Regions from separate parts of the Pan troglodytes genome. Here region 2 is linked to region 1. A link is a contact called in public HiChIP or PLAC-seq data. All regions are on one chromosome and are shown on one strand. Each heading gives the region's core, a stretch centred on a gene start, on an enhancer-like site or on the middle of the called end of the contact. The rest is flanking DNA. Distances are from core to core; before and after follow the strand shown. Region 1 holds the start of PDIA5 (protein disulfide isomerase family A member 5). Region 2 holds the start of SEC22A (SEC22 homolog A, vesicle trafficking protein).

Region 1 (2,770 bases), core at 28-2,527:
ATTTGCCCAGTGGCCTTGCCACACCCAAATGGAAAAGAACGGGAAAATCTGGGTTGGGGGGAGGGTGCCAGGAACAGGAAGTTCCCTGGAACTTCAGAGGAAAAGAACCAGGATGGTCCTAAAATAAGGGAGGGCATAAGTTATGGAAAAGATGGGGAAGGAGGCCACAATATCTCATCGCACACCCACAGCGAAACGAAGGCCAAACCCCAGACCTGGACCGGCAGGCACACCCATTCCGACCTCTCTCAGGGATGCCTGGAGTCCCCCCCACCAAGTGTAGCAAACTACTCTTGGAGTCCACTCCTTTTCCACTTTTGTAAGATTTTGCAGTTTACACAGCTTCCTCCACTGAGACCTCATCCGACTCTCAGAACCACCCTATGGGGGTAGCTTTGCCTTTCTATATCATGGATGAGGAGACTAGCTCAGATACATTAAATGAACCGCCGCGTCACACAGCTAGAAAGTGGCTGAGGCTCGAGCCCGCCTCAGTTGGGTGTAGGAGCAGCTCCTCTGCCGGGGCGGGCTACGTCGACCCCACCCAGCCCACCGAGCCTGGCCTGTGGGCGGAGGCCCAGGTGGTGGCCCGCAGTTTCCCAGACGCCTGGGGCCGAAACCAAGAACAAGGTGGCCCTAAACCAAGGTTTCCGGCAGTGCAGGTAGTAAGCACCCCCATCCCACCCCGCACTCACACAGGTGCAGGGCTCGGAGTCTGGGGCGGAGCTCACCCCGCAGCCCGCCGGCGTCCTGCCCGACCGGCTGTGCCCCGACCTGCATCCCCGCAAAGTTGTGGCCGTGGCGTAAGCACCCTGCCAGGGATCTCCCGGCGCCCCACAGCTGCCTCCTGCCCCTGCGTCCGGGAGCGCTTGGCGGCGAGGGCACCGGGACTCCCGCTGTCTCCCGCGTAGCACCCAGTGCCCGCCTGCCTGGCATGCACGCCCTCATCCCGGTGCCCCGGGGCAGCTCCCCGCACGTTCCGCAGAGGGCTGGAGCAGAGAGCGCAGAAGGGCACGCGGGACACACGTGCTGGCCCGGCCCGGACCCCTGCCCCACAGTCTCACCCAGATTGCCAGCAGCAGCCACGCCGGCCCGGCCCGCGCCATCCCAGCAGCGCTGCCCACCGCTGGCTCCTTTCTCCACTCCGGCGCCCGCTCCCGCCCGCCCGCCTGCTAGCTCCACCGCGGCCAACCACCACGGCCACTTCCCAGCCGCTCCCCGCCTCCGAGTTCCCGGTGCCACGTCTGCCAAAGCATGCGCAGCAGCTGGGGAGAGGCGGCCGGGAAGAAGTGCTCGCTGGGAGTTGTAGTCTGCAGCCTGGCTCAGCTGGGGGCTGCGGGTGCGGACTGGGCTCCGAGGCCACGTGGCAGCGAGTGAAGTGCGAAAAGGCAAGGTCAGGGAGTAAGGGAAGGCAATTAATGCGCGGGGGCTTACTCTGTGCCTGGAGCTTCAGAAACAGTATCTCACGCAGCTCACAGAAATTAGGTTTTATTTTCTCCACTTTGAGGATTAGGAGGCAGCCCAGGGAATTTAAGTACGTTGATCCAGATCACACAGCCGGTAAATGGCAGAGTCCAGGGCTGCCTGTGAAGGACAGGAAAAGCCCTCATCCCTGCCTCCCAGACTCCCTCCTGCTTATTCTATTTAACTTCAGTAAAACATTATTGAGCTGTTGGAAAACAATCTGGTGGCTCCTCAAAAAGTTAAACATAGATTACTATATGACCAGCAATTCCACCCTTAGGCTAATACCCAAAAGAATTGAAAACAGGTATTCAGACAAATGCACGTACACCAGTGTTCACAGCAACACTATTTACAATAATCAAAAGGTGGAAACAACTCTAACGTCTGTCAAAGGATGAATGGGTAAACAAAGTGTGATACATCCATCTAATGGAATGTTATTTAGCCATTAAAAGGAATAAAGTGGCCCAGCAGGGCAGCTCATGACTGTAATCCCAACACTTTGGAAAGCTGAGGCAGCAGAATCGTGTAAGACTAGGAGTTTGAAACCAGCCTGGGCAACATAGCAAGACCTCATCTCTGCTAAAAATAAAAATAAAATAAAATAGCTGGTGTGGTGGCAAGGGACTGTAGTTCCAACTACTTGGGAGGCTAAGGCGGGAGGATTGCTTGAACCTGGGATATGGAGACTGCAGTGAGCCGAGATCATGCCACTGCACCCCAGCCTAGGCCACAGAGTGAGACCCTGTCTCAAAAAAAAAAAAAAAAAAAAAAAAGGGAGGGGGGAGGGAATAAAATGCTAATACATTCTACAATGAATGAATCTCAGAAATGTATGCTAATGAAAGAAGCCAGACACAAAAAGTCACATATGATGTGATTACATCTTATGAAATATTTAGAATAGGTAAATCCACAGAGACAGAAAGCATAGTAGTGGGGGTGGGGAGGAAGGAATGGGGAATGACTGCCTAATGAGTATAGGGACTCCTTTGGGGGTGATAAAACATTTTGGAACTAGATGGAGATGATGGTTCCACAACATTGTGAAGGTACTAAATGCCACTAAACTGTACACTTTAAAATGGTTAATTGATGTTATGCGAATTTTACCTGAGTAAAAATTTTCAAAAGAAAAAAACTCTTTATTGAACCCATTCCCTGTGCTAAAGCAGGGGTCCCCAAACGCTGGGCCTCTGGACAGTCTGTGGCCTGTTAGGAACCAGGAGGCAAGCTGTGGGCCAGCGAGCATTACCGCCTGAGCTCTGCCTCCTGTCAGATCAGTGGTGGCATTAGATTCTCA
Region 2 (2,879 bases), core at 31-2,530, 140 kb before region 1:
GGCACCCCTGTGATAGGACCTAGGCCTCTTTCATATACCAACATAAGATATACTTCGATTTTAACCAGTTGCATGCAAAAAAAAAAAAAAGGCACTAAACAGATGTGACGGTTTTCAACATAGGAAATACCCGAATGTCCCATTACTTTAGGATATGGTCACAGGTGTCAGAGTCAAATACTGAATGAACCTTAATATATCAGAAATTGTAGGTACCATTTAAGGCATTGCCTGATTCCTTACAATCTTAGCATGTAAGCAAATATCAGTAACATGGAAAGTGATTCAGAGTTTGAAAAGTGGCTGTTCCCCTGACTGAAGATCCCAACATCTCCAGTCTGGTGGCTGATACTTTTGCTCTGGGCTAGGCTTTGCCTTGGCTGAATAGGCATAGGAGGGACTGGTTCTCAAGCTCGCCCCCTGCCCCAGGTGGATGATCCAGGAAACTAAGCAGCAGGGAAAAATTATCTTAAGCTGTCTTCACTGGCAGAGAGATTCAAGCCAGCTGGGGCTTGTCCTTTTCTTTTGGAAGCCTCCTCCACTTGCCGAGCCAATTGCTCAGGTCTCCCTTCTGCCACATCGTTCCCAAAGTGACTCTTGAGACAGGGTCTCAAGAGATTTCCGTGAGCCAACGCGGGCAAATATCTGGGCTCAGTGCTCACTCCATCCCCACAAGACGTAAAGTAAGACACTGGTTCAAGTCCCATTCTGCCTAAAAGAAATAGGAAATGCCACCTCAAGCTCTCATGGGCCACCTACACAGGTAGATCACCGTGTTTCTGACACCTGGGCGCCAGGGAATCCCCACCACCATGCTGACAGCCAAGTGCGACTGTCCCTCCCCTTCAGACACTCCTTTCCTGGCTGCCCAATACCCGAGGCGGCTCAGACGAGGCGCAACCGCCGCCCGCCTGGCCCCAGAGAACCCTCAAGTCGAAGGGGACGGGGTCCCCGCTTGCCCGTCCCTCCAGAGCTCCGCGGCCCCGACCCCCACCCCAAAGGCACGGACTTGGCTCCTGCCCGTGGGGTAGGTCTTCAGTCCCGAGGGCGAAGACCGAGGCTGTGGCGAGAGGCAGGGAGAGCGAGCGGAGAGGCTGGCAGGGATTCGAACGACCCCTAAGAAAGGAAGAAGAGGACTGGGAGGGGCCGGGGAGTACCTGTCGAGACGGGCCCCGCCGCTCCGAGTGACGCGCCCCGCAGTGCATTGTGGGGCCTGGGAGGGACCTTTCGGCGGGGCTGCGGCGCGTCCAACGTGGCTCGCGCCCGCGGAATCAAACCACGCCCCCGTTCCCTCGGCTCGCCCAGGCCAATCGGGTTCTGCAGGAAGGACACAACAACCCGCCAGCTCCCGGGGCCCTCCTTAGTCCCACCCGCTCCAGGAGAGATTGGCAGCTTCTCTCGCACCTGCGCCAGAAAAGTACAGAATCCTCCGATGACAGAACTACGTTGACTTCAGAAATATGGCCAATGTCTTCCGCTCGCCGCCCTGTTTCTGCAGGCATTTTGTCTCTCACACGCGGCCCTACAGCAGACACTTATAAAGGGGATAGGGAGAAAAGCCCCCTCTGGGTGGGCAAGGAGAAGACCTGGCCCCGTCTATTCCCACACACAAGGAAACTAACCATGGCAGAAAAGTGCCAGATACTGACCCTGAGACCCCTTCCAGCCTTCGCATCGGTCATGCATTATTAAACAGGCATTTCCTGACTGTTTACCATGTGCCAAGCACCGTGTTAAGCACGGGGTTACAGGAGTGGACATAACGCTTGATGGAATTTAAGGAGTAATCGAAGCAAGAGACATTAAAGCATAAATAGTTAGTTACAGAATTATAAATTGTCAGTATTGGGAGGGAAAATTAGTGGGTGCAATGATCAATTAATTTTGGACTATCAGGGAAGAGACCTCTGAATAAGTGCCTTTTAAGCGGCAGGCATATTAAAGAGACTTAGAGAATGTTCCCCGCCAAGGAAATATTGTGTGAGGTTGTTGGGGCATGAAAGAACTTCGTGTGCTCTAGGAACTAAAAGGAAGTCAGTGTGGATGGAGTGTAGGGAGCAAGGAGAAACTTTGCCCGTTGACCTTAAGATATCTTCCAAAATACAGCCGGAAATCTGTAATGTGGCCAATAAGAGCCAGCATGGTCTGGCCCTTGTCTCATCTCAGCCCAAGGTCAATGGGCAGCTAATAAAGACTATTAAGTAGGATCCTATTTGCATATTTAAGAATCACTCAGGCTGTTTGTGGAGAATAGTGTGGAAGAGGGCAAGAAGGGCTGCTGGAAAGCCATTTGGAGGCAGTTGCATCAGGCAAAGCCAGAAATGATGGTGGCTTGAACTAGTGTAATGGGAGTTAGAGACAGAAAGAGGTAGATAATTTCAAGATATGTATAAATTATAAATGGTATCCAAGGGACTTCATAACGGATTGGTTTGCCGGGAAGGGTCAACAAAGAGGAATATTAAGGATGACTCCTTAAGTAACTAGATGGATTAAGAAGCCATTTACTGACTCATGGAACACAGAAAGAGGAGCAAATGGTTTGGAATATGTTAAATTTGAAATGCCTATAAATGGAGATGTCAAGTAGATTTGGATATGTAGGTCTAGAGTTCAGAAGAAAGGCCTGAACTAACATAAATTTTGTCCTAGATATATACTCAACATAAATGTATTCATATATTCACCAGAAAACATATGTATAAGAATGTTCATGAAATGAATAAATTTTAGAATATTCTGACCGGGCGCGATGGCTCACGCCTGTAATCCCAGCACTTTGGGAGGCCGGGGGTGGGGGTGGATCACTTGAGGTTGAGAGTTCAAGACCAGCCTGGCCAACATGGTGAAACCCCATCTCAACTAAAATACAAAAAAAT

The links. HiChIP or PLAC-seq counts read pairs in DNA pulled down with a chosen protein or histone mark.
Region 2: an H3K4me3 HiChIP or PLAC-seq map of stem cell-derived excitatory neurons shows a contact between it and region 1, with 2.7 times the contacts expected there. The contact joins the promoter of SEC22A here to the promoter of PDIA5 in region 1. A contact is called at or near these places in 1 of 7 Hi-C or Micro-C datasets (stem cell-derived neural progenitor cells) and 1 of 1 datasets of contacts at active chromatin or transcription factors (stem cell-derived excitatory neurons).

The regions. Positions count from the first base shown.
Region 1 is chr2:126,329,039-126,331,808 of NHGRI_mPanTro3-v2.0_pri, reverse strand. PDIA5 (protein disulfide isomerase family A member 5) reads right to left here and starts at 1,277. Exons shown (of 17, transcript XM_001151831.8): 1 at 1,065-1,277. The coding sequence starts at 1,106.
Region 2 is chr2:126,472,671-126,475,549 of NHGRI_mPanTro3-v2.0_pri, reverse strand. It overlaps SEC22A (SEC22 homolog A, vesicle trafficking protein), which reads right to left and starts at 1,280. Exons shown (of 7, transcript XM_516699.8): 1 at 1,158-1,280.